Linked DNA regions of Sus scrofa: region 2 is linked to region 1. A link is a contact called in public Hi-C data. All regions are on one chromosome and are shown on one strand. The core of a region is the stretch at or near the end of the contact, and the rest is flanking DNA. Distances in the headings are between cores, read along the strand shown. Region 1 has its middle 7.1 kb from the start of HP1BP3. Region 2 has its middle 44 kb from the start of ALPL.

Region 1 (7,060 bases), core at 203-2,702:
CTGATGTGGTGCAGTTGCCATTCCTGGCCTGGGAATTTCTGCGTGCCATGGACACAGCCCGCCACCCATTTTCTATTTTCTAGAAAAAATAGTCTTGGGCTATTGAAATTAGTTTTGTGTTTTCATTATTTAAGTTTGTTTGTTTGTGTAGGGATCCAGTTTTTTTTTTATTTTGACCATGCCCTTGGCCCTCATGCATTCCCATATTCCCCATGTTTGAGAAAGGAACATTTTGCATTGCTTTCTCTCTTTTTTTTTTGATATTGCCTCTTTTCTTATTGAGACACAATTCACATACCATAAAATTTACCCTTTTAGAGTGTACAGTTAGTGGTTTTTACTGTATTGACAGTTGTGTGACTATCGCTATTTAATTTCAGAACATTTCATCGTGCCGAAAAGAAGCTCATACCCTTTAGTTGTCTCTCCTCATTCTCCACTCTCCTCAGCCCCTGGGAGCCACTTAATCTACTTTTTGTTTCTCTGGATTCAGATGAAATCATACATTGCATTGCTTTTTGTTTTGAACTCCAACATTTAGCAAGTGATCAAACCTCACAGGTGTTTGCAACATCAGCATGGTTTAGACCCTCATTTTTTTCCGTTTTTGACTTACTGTTTTTTTTGTTTTTTGGTTTTTGTTTTTTTTTTTGGTCTTTTTGCCATTTCTTGGGCCGCTCCTGCGGCATATGGAGGTTCCCAGGCTAGGGGTCGAATCGGAGCTGTAGCCACCGGCCTACGCCAGAGCCACAGCAATGCAGGATCCAGCCGCATCTGCAACCTACACCATAGCTCACGGCAACGCTGGATCATTAACCCACTGAGCAAGGGCAGGGACCAAACCCGCAACCTCATGGTTCCTAGTCGGATTTGTTAACCACTGCGCCACGACAGGAACTCCTGACTTACTGTTTTCTAAGTGCCACCTCTCTGGATGTAATGTGGCAATATGTTTACAAACGTCAGCTAAATCTGAACAAGTTCCTAAGAATTTCCTGTGGTCACTCTGTGTACTTGACGTGTATGACCTGGGATGCCCGACATCCTGGCACTGGCAACTAGGGTCTGGTCATTTTGACCTCTCCTTCGTTGCTACTTGAGTATTTTTCCTTGCAGTTGAGATTCCTGCATGAGGCTACTACAGCTGCCCTAGAAAAGTTAAGATGTAGTTTGCCTTAGAATCAGGTTTTATTTGTCCTCATCATGGAGGCACATTTGGACATAGTGACTATTTATGAACAGCTCGATGCTGCTTACATGTCATTAGAGTAAAATTACTCATTAAGGAATAAAAATGCCTTGAAACAGAGCCCTTACCACTCTTCAGTCTCTGTTCATCTTATAGATCACCTTTCCTTGTCAATAAACTTGAGCTGTAAGTCTCCACATCTAGGGAGAGATACATCATGTGCTCACAAGCTTCAAATAACACATGTATGACTCACAGGGACAAATGCCAATCTGTTAGTATTGGGACTACCATTACCACCCCCCCCCAAAGACATCATTTTACATTACCAAATCATGGAATGACTTACATACCAAAGGAATAAGCTACATAGAATCATGTGCTGAACTTTTTAAAAATAAATTTTTATTTTGAACTGATTCTAGGCTTATGGAAAAGTTTTCAAATTTAGTAGAAGGTATTCCATATGCCCTTCACTCAGTTCCCTCTACTGTTACTGTCTTAGATTACCACAGGACATTTATCAAAACCAAGAAACCACCATTGAAGGAGCTGGTAGTCTAGTGGCTAGGACTTGGCACTTTCACTGCTGTGGCCTAGGTTCGGTCCCTCATCTTGAGAATTGAGATCCCACATCATGCTGTTGTGTGTCATGGCCAAAAAAAGGGAAAAGAAGCCAGCACTGGTACATTGCTGTTAACTAAACTCCAGACTTTATTTGGGTTTCACTTGTGGCCCTTTTGTCCTTTTCCTAGTGCTAGATGTAATCCAGGATACCACATTGCATTGAGTCATCATGTATTCTTAGTGTCCTCTGGCCTTTGACAGTTTTTAAATCTTTCCTTGTTTGTCATGACCTTGACAGCTTGGTCAGGTATTTTGTAGACTGTCCTCAAGTAGATTTTTTTTCTAATGTTCTCCTCATGATTAGACTGGGGTTATGAGTTTGGGGTTAACAAAATCACGTAAGTGAAGTGCCCTCATGACATCACGGTGATGTTTAACCTTGACTCCATGGTTAAGGTGGTGGTTTCCAGGGTCTCCACATTATAGTTATTTTTCTTTTCTCCTTTCTTATTCTGGTCTATTTGGAGGCTAGTCACTAAGTCTAGCCCCCAATGGGGGACGGAGGTTGGAATAGGAGAGAATTAAGAATTAAGCTCTACTTCCTTCCTGGATGATATTCTTTGGAATTCTCCTGCGATAAAATTTTGTTTGTTATTATCACGTGTAAATACACACACATATATTACAGTATTTTTATAGTACAGATTCATACATATTCCATACTTTGAGGTATAATCTAATACCACACTATTTTGTTGCCCAGATTGTTCGAGTTTTGGTCTTGGAAACTCAAATTGTTCATGCACCTTTTTGGCACTTCATCTGTTTGTTTTTAGAGCACTTACTTTGGGCAAGATGCCACAGGGCATGTCTTGATTTTCCTTGCCCTAGCCATCGTATCAGCAGTTTCTTCAAGGAGACTTGGTTTGTTGTAGAATGGTGTTTCTGGATTTCCCGTAGTGGCTCAGTGGAAACGAATCGGACTAGAAACCATGAGGTTGCAGGTTTGATCCCTGGCCTTTCTTAGTGGGTTAAGGATCTGGCATTGCTGTGAGCTGTGGTGTAGGCTGGCAGCTGTAGCTCCGAGCTGTGGTGTAGGCTGGCAGCTGTAGCTCCAATTTGACCCCTAGCCTGGGAACCTCCATATGCTGCAAGTGCAGCCCTGAAGACCAAAAAAAAAAAAAAAAGTGGTATTTAGAAACCAAGGTATGTGCGCACTGGGTGAACTCATTACTACTGAAGTGTCTCTGCTACTAGTTCTGCCAGCATTTTTTTTTTTTTTTTTTTTGGTCTTTTTGGGGCTGCACCCGAGGCATGTGGAAGTTCCCAGAAGAGGAGTCAAATCAGAACTGCAGCTACTGGCCACAGCCACAGCAATGCAGGATCTGAGCCACCTCTGAAACCTACACCACAACTCACAGCAATGCCAGATCCTTTAACCCACTAAGCAAAGCCAGAGATCAAACCCACATCTTCATCGATACAAGTCAGATTCCTAACCCCATGAGCCACAATGGGAAATCCTCTGCCAGTGTTTTAAACTCTATTTTATTTTATTGAAGGTGAGATCTTGCCAAGTGAGTAAGCCATTTTCATAGGAACACTATGACTTTTTAAAAATATTTCATTTTTATATGATAATTCTGGTACCTGAAAGACTCCACCCTATAGATATTACAATTAGACTTTTGCTCATCCTATATAACAGGAAAAAAGATTGGAACTGTTCCCTCTCTTTTCCTATTGTGATGATTTGTTTTAACTTCCCTTAGCCAGCAATATTCAGACAGTCTACCAAAGTAAACTCACTCAGGAATGGCAGTACTTTTAATCATTTCCATTTCTAAAATTTAGCAATACAGTAGACTGGAATAACTTCTGGCTCTTTGGAGTAAGCAATTAAATTTACATCTAAGGTTATGGTTATTCAAAGTATGGGCCTTAGACCAGCAGTATCAGTGGCCCTCATGAACACATCAGAAGTGCAGATTCAAGAGTTCCCTTTGTGGCTCAGCAGGTTAAGAATCCAGTTAGAATCCATAAGGATGTGAGTTTGATCCCTGGCATCGCTCAGTGGGTTGAGGATCTGGCGTGGCTGTGGCCAGCAGCTGCAGCTCCAATTCTACCCCTAGTCTGGGAACTTTCATATGCCATAGGTGTGGCCCTAAAAAAAGAAAAAAAAAAGAAATACAGATTCACAGACCTTCACCTACTAAATCAGAATCTGAAGGAATGGAAGGAGCTCAAGAAACATAACAAGCCCTTAGATACATTGAAGGGATTTCCAAAATATATTCTCAAAAAATATATATATATGTATATATATGATAGATACAGATTTTTTTTTTCTTTCACTATCAGAAGTCTATTCTGCCCTGGGGAAAATGGCATAATGGATATACTTTGGAGCCCTGGAATTGGAAAAATAGGGGCTTTAACACAATCCTGCCTGGGTTATTTAAACCTCAGTTTCCTCATCTGTAAAACACCATCCATCTCATAAGGTCATTGTGAGGATTAATTAAAGGAGACTATATCAAGCCCCCAGCATTCTGTCTGGAATACCTGGGACATGTCCTCCCTCTGTCCAGTTTTCTTTTTCTACCAGAGCCTATGACCTTAGTCATGTTCAGCCACATACAAAATTAAACTATGCTATCTTCATAACTCTAGGAGATCATGGTTCGCCTATGTTGTTTACCATTTTTTGTATAGTTAAGAATTGTTTTTATTGTTTCATTTCCCTTAGTATACATCATAAAGCCTCAGGCTTATCCTTCTACTGCTAACAGCCCTGAGGAAGTGGTAGCTTTTAGCTCCCACTTTCCCTAGGATTCAATAAGGAAGGCATTGCAAAATCTTTTTTTTCTTTTGCACAAAGATTAATGGTTAGTGTCCTTTGCAAGTTACACATTGCCCTGCCTATGAAAGAATGAAAAAAAAAAATAACCAGTGTTTGCTAAAAAAAAAACTATAATGAACTCCTAAAAATATTAGGTACTTAAAAATGCATATGCTGTCACATCCAGCTCTGGCCTTGTTCCTCCTGTGGATAGAGACAGCTATGCCAGCTGGTTAGACTAAATTTCAGAATCTTTTTATTTTTTAAGTATCATAGGCTCAGCCAAGTAGAATATAAAGCAGAGACACAAAAATTGGGTTGAATTTCAACATCATCATGTACGGTTTTTGGTCAAAAAAATTTTTTTTCTGTTTGGAAGAACAGGAACATCACTGATAAATATTGAAATTTAATAGTTGAACTAACAGTCTTGAGAGTTGATATGTATGCTACTCTTTCCCAACTTTGGGGTGAAACTCTGACAGCCTTGCTGCAAGTATTTTAGGAATATTCAAAGCCAGTGTTTTCTGTTTTTCCCTTTCGTTTTTTGTTTTTTTGTTTTTTTGCTTTTTAGGCATATGGAGGTTCCTAGGCTAGGGGGTCAAATCAGAGCTGTAGCTGCCGGTCACAGCCACAGTAACGCAGGATCTGAGCCGAATTTTCGACCTACAGTACAGCTCACGGCGACACAGGATCCTTAACCCACTGAGTGAGGCCAGGGATCGAACCTTCGTCCTCATGGATGCTAGTCAGATTAGTTAACCACTGAGCCACGATGGGAACTCCTGTTTTCCCCTTTTGAAAAGATTCCATTTTTTCATCATTGGGCAGTTTCACTTTTTTATGTATATAACAGTAAAGTATCCTTTCCATCATCACCATTTTTTTGGAACTTCACTTTTTTTTTTAACAAATGGATCCAATTTCATAATTCTGATTTTAAAATTCTGTCAATTTCCATTCATAGATTTTTGACCCATGATTTCCTTTACATTGCTGGGTTTTATTGGGGAAAAAAACTTCCCCTTTAAACTTAAACTTTCTCAAACGTCCTCATAACCACCAAGAAAAGACGTATTATGGTGACCAACTCATTTTGCTAGGACTTTACTTGTTTAAAAACTTAAAGTCCTGGCATTCTTGTCATGGTGCAACAGAAACGAATCCAACTAGGAAGAATGAGGTTTCAGGTTCCATCCCGGGCCTCGCTTTGTGGGTTAAGGATCGGGCATTGCCGTGAGCCGCAGTGTAGGTCACAGATGTGGCTCAGATCCTGGAGCTGCTGTGGCTGTGGTGTAGGCAGGCAGCTGCAGATCTGATTAGACCCCTAGCCTGGGAACCTCCATATGCCGAGAGTGCTGCCCTAAAAAGCAAAGAAAAAACAAAAACCTGAAAGTCCCGCCTCCCACTAGCTCTCAGCCTGCCTGCCTCAGGTAAACCACACAGTGGGTCACCCTAGATGTCACTGATCTATCATTTATCTTTGGCCACCATCATAGGCCTGGTTCCCTTTTAGGCATCTTCTTGCAAATAAGACGTGCCCTTAAAGCCACAAGGTAGGAGTGGAGGGAGAAGAACAGTACTGTTGGTAAATTTACTTCATGTTACAGGTCAACACAAAACTGGATATATTTTCATTTTTAGTAAATCTGGCAAATAGGAGTGTCTTTATTGTGTCTAAAATGCAGTTGTATTGCCTCTTGTGTCTAAAAAGGGGAAAAGATTGTCCAACACGTACAGGTCCCAGAACCTGACATAAAGCAGGCCCAAAAGCAAATCCTATTGCTCTTCCTGGAGATGGCAGGACTAAGTATCTTAGGGACTTAGATTCTAGGAACTAGAAACGTTTGACTCCAGTGGAACAGCAAAGGGCTAATGACATCTTGGACAGAGGTTCTCAAACTGTGAATGGCCAAAATAATGGATTGCAATGAGCATTTTAAATGTATAAGTATATACATTATATACACACATATATGAGGATAAATGCTATTTTGTGATACTTATTTTATTTTATTTTTTTGGCTGTGCCTGTAGCACGTGGAAGTTCCTGGGCCAGGGATCAAACCCATGCCACAGCAGTGACACCACCAAATCTTTAACCACTAGGCCACCAGGGAATGTCGTCCCTTGATCCTTTATCCAAAATGATTGGGATCACATATACTTCACACTCACAATTTTTCAGAATTTAGAAAAAAGTTTTTCAGTTCGATGATTAGAATTAAAATTATTACCACTAATGAGTAGAGGAAAGTCGTGCAAAATTGGCAGAGGAGGATTCTAGAATGTTGCTTATCTTATCTAAACCAGGTAACAACAAATAGAGAAAACCATTAAGGGAGTGGCAGTGGTGAAATAATATTAAATCTTTTCATCAGCCTCCATTTTTTTGCCTAAGAGTATAAATTGTCAGTTCTCTTACCATCCCTTTCCAAGCTGCAGCCAAATAGAGAACTATT
Region 2 (6,498 bases), core at 32-2,531, 530 kb before region 1:
TTTCAGAACATTTTCATCCCCCAAAGAAGCCTTGTACCCATGGGCAATCATTTCCCAGCCATCTGCCCCCTATTCCTCTCCCTCCTTGCCCTGGGCAACCACCAATTTATTTTCCGTGTCTATAGATTTACCTCTTCTGGACATTTCTTATAGATGGAATCACAGAACACGCATTTTTTTTTCTTTTTCTTGTCTTTTTGCCTTTTCTAGGGCCGCTCCTACAGCACATGGAGGTTCCCAGGCTAGGGGTCCAATCAGAGCTGTAGCTGCCAGCCACAGCCACAGCCTCAGCAATGACATATCCGAGGCACATCTGTGACCTACACCAAAGCTCACAGCAACGCTGGATCCTTAACACATTGAGCAAGGCCAGGGATCAAACCCACAACCTCATGGTTCCCAGTCAGATTCGTTAACCACTGAGCCACGACAGGAACTCCAGAACATGCATTCTTTTGTGACTGGCTTCTTTCACTTATTGTAATGTTTTCAAGTTTCGACCGTGTTGTAGCCTATATCAGTATATCAGTATTTCTTTTTTTTTTTTGTCTTTTGTCTTTTGTCCTTTTAGGGCTGCACCAGTGGCATATGGAGGTTCCCAGGCCAGGGGTCCAATCAGAGCTACAGCTGCCAGCCTACATCACAGCCATAGCAACGCCAGATCCGAGCCGAGTCTTCAACTTACACCACAGCTCACGGCAATGCCAGATCCTTAACCCACTGATCGAGGCCAGGGATCCAACCTTCAACCTCATGGCTACTAGTCAGATTCATTTCCGCTGAGCTGCAATGGGAATTCCTATAACAGTATTTCTTTCTTTCCTTTTTAGTGCAGAATAATATTCCATCAAATAGATAAGCCACACTTTGTCTATCCATCAATCGGTTGACGGACTGATTTTTTCTGGGTTTTTTCTACTTTTTGGCTATCATGACTAATGCTGCTAGGAATATTAATATCCCAGTTTTTTTTTTAATTGAGGAATAATCCACATGGCATAAACTTCATCCTTTTGAGGAATACAATGCAGCGGCTCTTGGTATATTCCCAAAGTTGTGCAACCATCACCACCATCTAATTCCAGGACATTTCATCATCCTAAAAAAGACTTCATTCTCATTAGCAGTCACTCCCATTTTCCCCTCCTCTAGCCCCTGGAAACCACGAGTCTACTGTCTGTCTCTATGGGTTTGTCTATCCTGGACATTTCATGTGAATGAAATCATGCAACATGTGGTCTTTTGTGTCTGGCTTTTTAAACCGAGTATATGTTTTTGAGGTTTGTCCGTGTTGTAACATGTATCCTTACTTCATTCCTCTTTGTTGCTGAATAGTATTGCATTGTAATGATATACTACGTTTCATTTATATATTTGTCAGCCGGCAGACATTTGGGTTATTTCCAGTGTTTGGCAATTATGAATAGTGTGGGACTGTGAGCCTTCATGAACGAGTTTTTGTGTAGACATAGGCTTTCACTCTCTTATGTATATACCTCCACCAAGGAGAATTAACGGGTCATATGGCAAGTCTGTGTTTAATCTTTCTGAGAACTTACCAGCTCAAAATGGCTTCATTTTCCACATCTACCAGCAATGTATAAAAAGTTCTAACTTCTCCGCATCCTCACCCTTTTGATTCTAGCCATTCTCGTGGGTGCGAAATATTATCACATTTACTCAATATACCTTTACTAAGCACCTTGCTATGTGCCAAGCCTGTTTATGGTGCTGGAGATCAATAGTGGATAGGACAGAGGTGGCCCTGCCCTCACGGGTCCTCGAGACCTGCTATCCACTTAGCTATTAAAAGAGTAATGAATATATTGACCAGACACCTTCATGAATCGAAACAGAGTGTGGGTGGCAGAGCAGGGGCAGCAGTGGTGGAGCTGTGACATCTAGGGGAGCTGAGGAAAGGGCCCTGCTGGGAAGGTGACCTGTGTGATGAGACTTAGGTAAGAAGGAGCCACCCTGCTCCACCCTGGAGGACAAGCATGCTGAGTTCAGGAAACAGCAGAGGCAAGGACCCCGAAACCTAATGGGTTTGGCATTTTCTAGGAGCAGTAGGAACAGAGTGACAGGTGCTGGGTTAGCCAAGGGGAGGGGGGAGGAGAGGAGGGGGCAGAGGTGGGTGGAGTGAGTAGCTCAGGCCTTTGAAGGCTATCATGAATTTAATTCTGAGCTTTGGTGAAGCCAGTAAAGTTTTGAGAACAGAGTATTTACACCCTCGGAGTCTCCTTCTTTCTGTGTGTGAAGAAGTGGCTCTGGGAGGGGGGCAAGGGCAGAGCAGGGAGATGGGTGAGGGCACACTTCACGCAGCACAGGGAAAGGAGTGTGGAGGCTGGGAGTGGAGGGGCTGGGCTGGATATGCTTTGGAGGTAGAACTAAACCAATTACTGGTGGGTTGGAAGAAAGGAAAGGCAGTCTTTTTTTCTATTTTTTTGGCCACACCCGTGGTATGCACAAGTTCCTGGGCCAGGGATGGAACTCGAGCCACAGCAGCAACCCAAGCCACTGCAATGACAATGCTGGATCCCCAGCCTTCTGTGCACAAGACAACTCTGAGAGACATGTTCTTTCTGGTCCCTCGTATTTGGCCAACGTGCAATGAAGCCTCAGTGTACTGACTGGAGCCAGTGGAGCCACTGGACAGGATAAATACATCTTCCACCTTCAGCCTGGAGACGCAGGACACTCCCCAACCAGGAAATTGCAGGGGGCGGCCAGTCTCCATCAAGCCCCTGGGGCATCCTGGGTCCTACCCTTGACCCTTTGAGGCTCAAAAGAGGACCCTCATTCTTTTTTTTTTTTTTTTTTTTTTGTGTTTTCTAGGGCTACACCAGAAGCATATGGTGGTTCCCAGGTTAGGGGTTGAGTGGTTCCCAGGTTAGGGGTTGAATCGGAGCTGTAGCTGCCGGCCTACACCAGAGCCACAACAACGCCAGATCCAAGCCGCGTCTGTGACCCACACCACAGCTCACGGCAACGCCAGATCCTTAACCCACTGAGTGAGGCCAGGGATCGAACCCACAACTTCATGGTTCCTAGTCAGATTCGTTAACCACTGCGATAGACGAGAACTCCCAGAGGGCCTTCATTCTTGACCTGAGGAGTGCAAGCCTCGTGCCAGCCCTGCTGTACTGCTGGTCATCCAGAACGTGCTGCCTTGTTCACCTCCCCGAGGCCGTGCTCCCACCAGCTCAGCCCCCACTCAGTGCCCTTCTGTAGGTCGCTGCGCCTCTGGCAGTGTTTCAGAACCTGAATAACATGTAGACGGGCTCTCCAGAAGGAAGGAGAATGTCTCAGCCAGATACCACTGCTTTGACATGTTTTTACTATACGGTTCCTTAAGATATAAAGCTAGGTACAAACTCCAAGGATTCCTACATAACCATAAAGCCAAGTTATAAATTACAAACCAACACAAAGCTATAGGAGTTCCCATTGTGGCTCAGTGGGTTAAGAACCTGACTAGTATCCATGAGGATGCAGGTTCAATCCCCAGCCTCGCTCAGTGGGTTAAGGATTCAGTGTTGCCTTGGACTGAGGTGTAGGTTGCAAATAGTGCCTCAGATCTGTGGCTGTGGTGTGGGCTGGAGGCGGCTACAGCTCTGATTTGATCCCTAGCCTGGGAACGTCCATATACCACAGGTGCGGCCCTAAAAAGACAAAAAACAAAACAAAACAAAACCCCCACAACTACAGAGCTGATAACATTCAGATGAATGCTTTCATTTCACGTGTTGGATGATGTTTTGCAGAATCGAAATCACCCCTTGCAATTCTGAGCCTTTTATGGGCTGTGCCAGTGGTTTTTATTTTATTTATTTTTTTAATTTATTTTTTGTCTTTTTGTCTTTTTTTTGTTGTTGTTGTTGTTGTTGCTATCTCTTGGGCCGCTTCCACGGCATATGGAGGTTCCCAGGCTAGGGGTTGAATCGGAGCTGTAGCCACCGGCCTACGCCAGAGCCACAGCAACGCGGGATCCGAGCCGCGTCTGCGACCTACAGCACAGCTCACGGCAACACTGGATCGTTAACCCACTGAGCAAGGGCAGGGACCGAACCCGCAACCTCATGGTTCCTAGTCGGATTCGTTAACCACTGCGCCACGACGGGAACTCCGTTTTTATTTATTTTTTAATTGCTCAATGAATTTTATTACATTTATAGTTGTACAATGATCATCACAACCCAATTTTTTAGCATTTCCATCCCTAAACCCTCACCCCATCCCCCCACCCAAACCTGTCTCCTTTGGAAACCATAACTTTTTCAAAGTCTGTGAGTCAGTACCAGTGTGATTTTTTTTGTTTGCTTTTTTTTTTTTTTTTTTTTTTTTTTAAACCTTGGAGCCCCTCTCTGGCTGTGCAGGCTGGATCAATTTGTTCCCTTCTTTTCCCATTTGGGTGAGGGGAGCCCTCTCACAGGGTGAGCACGTGGGCTCATCCTTTGGCTCCCTTGCTGTGGGCATGTCCATTCCTCTGTGTTTGAAGCCCAGGACTGCTGTAAGGACCTTCACAGGCCCCCAGAGGGCTGAATTTGGTGGTTCCCCCTCACCCCCTCGGCAAGTACATTAAAATGTACCTACACTGCATATCAACTATGCTCTTTTTTGCTATAAAAAGGTTTTTATTTTTATAATGCTGCAACTGAAATTTCTTCAATTAACAGGGTTTGTGTGTGCGGGTCTGTTATTCTCATTCTTATTTGTTACTTCAGAGTCATTAATGGTCTTTTTCCAGGTCTGGGCCCTTGGAATTCTCCCAGGCCCTAGGGCTGAGCTCATGGCCACTGACAAATAAACCAGCCAAGCTAAGACCTGCTTCTTTCTTTCCTCATCAGCCCCAGACAATTAAAGTGGGGTAGTTGGCGCCAACCTGACCCCAAACACGGACCAGCCTGGGCTACTCTGGGGCATGAGGCCTGGGTCATTTAGGGGAGTCAGAATAGGCTTAGACTCATTATTTTTAAGTTATCACCAAAACAGAAGGCCCGATTATGAAATCGTTAGAAAGGCCAAATTACTGGAAACGCACCCAAGGCTGCCCAGAGGCCAGAGACCCCACTGTGAGGCCCCTTGGCCTTTAAGGTCCAGACGCAGCCCTTGGCCTGGGACCAGCTCCTGCAAGTGGTACATCTGGCTCTCCTCTGCCGAGGTTTTTCTTCCATCATGCCCCTCTCCAGTACCAAACGCAGGTGCTTCTCCACAGCCAGCCTTTGATCCTGCTGTTGTCTCTGCTTGAAATGACCTCCTTAGGGCTTTTACCCTTTTATTTTTCATACGTTTTTTCAGTTATTTTTGTATTAAAGTATAGTTGATTTAGGAGTTCCCGTTGTGGGGCAGTGGAAACGAATCCGACTAGGAACCATGAGGTTGATGGTTCGATCCCTGGCCTTGATCAGTGGGTTAAGGATCCGGCGTTGCCGTGAGCTGTGGTGTAGGTTGCAGACGTGGCTCGGATCTGGTGTGGCTGTGGCTCTGGTGTAGCCTGGCAGCTGCAGCTCTGATTTGACCCTAGCCTGGGAACTTCTACATGCCATGGGTGTAGCCCTAAAAAGAAAAAAATATATAGTTGATTTACAATGTCGTACGAATTTCTGAGGCACAGCAAAGTAACGCATATACGTACATTCCTTTTCTTATAATATCTCCCATCATGGTCTATCCCAAGAGATTGGGTAGAGTTCCCTGTGCTACACAGTAGGACCTCATGGCTTATCCATTCGAAATGGAATAGTTTTCATCTACTAACCCCAAACTCCCAGTCCATCCCACTCCCTCCCCCCATCCCTTGGCAACTACAAGTCTGCTCTCTATGTCTGTGAGTCTGTTTCTGTTTTGTAGATAGGTTCATTTGTGCCATAGTTTTTATTTTATTCATCTTTTTAATTAATATTTTTCCAAGGTTTTAAAACATTGTGCAGGTTATACATGCGAACTAGAGGGCAATCAGAAAATATAGGTACAGACAAATAAAACAGGAAAATAGGAAAATAAAATCAGTAATTTCATCACATAGAAATAATCATGTTTAACTATTATACATATACTCTTCAATTTTCAGCTTTCTACATGCATATGTTTATATTGATAAAATACAACGTTGTTTCTCAAACAAAGTATCATTAGTAAATTAAAATACAGAGAATGCCGTTAACACATACTCTTCACAACTGAATTTTGACAAAATTAGCATGTTTGCTTCAGCACTTAAAAAAACAAAAACCTGGAGTTCCCGTGGCGGCTCAAAGGAAATGAATCTGATTAGCATCCATGAGGACGAAGGTTCGATCTCTGGCCTCACTCAGAGGGTTAAGGATCTGGTGTTGCCATGAGCTGTGGTATAGGTCGAGGACGCTGCTCGGATCCTGCTTAACTGTGGCTGTGGTGTATGCCAGTGGCTATAGCTCCGATTTGACCCCTAGTTTGGGAACCTCCATATGCTGCAGGTGCGGCCCTAAAAGGACAGGAAAAAAAAAAAGAAAACCCTAA

Evidence for each region. Hi-C and Micro-C count contacts between places; a contact is called where the count stands out from the background.
Region 2: a Hi-C map of embryonic fibroblasts shows a contact between it and region 1, with 2.8 times the contacts expected there. The contact joins two enhancer-like sites. A contact is called at or near these places in 1 of 5 promoter capture datasets (fetal skeletal muscle) and 1 of 47 Hi-C or Micro-C datasets (embryonic fibroblasts).

What each region holds. Positions count from the first base shown.
Region 1 is chr6:79,011,508-79,018,567 of Sscrofa11.1, reverse strand. No RefSeq gene overlaps it. Among named protein-coding and RNA genes, the nearest start is that of HP1BP3, 7.1 kb to the right of the region's middle. Within about 2 kb of position 1,452, at least 5 of the 83 cell types and tissues checked have an H3K27ac peak or open chromatin away from gene starts, as enhancers often do. A contact at or near this core is called in embryonic fibroblasts, where this site is marked.
Region 2 is chr6:79,542,829-79,549,326 of Sscrofa11.1, reverse strand. No RefSeq gene overlaps it. Among named protein-coding and RNA genes, the nearest start is that of ALPL, 44 kb to the left of the region's middle. Within about 2 kb of position 1,281, at least 4 of the 83 cell types and tissues checked have an H3K27ac peak or open chromatin away from gene starts, as enhancers often do. A contact at or near this core is called in embryonic fibroblasts, where this site is marked.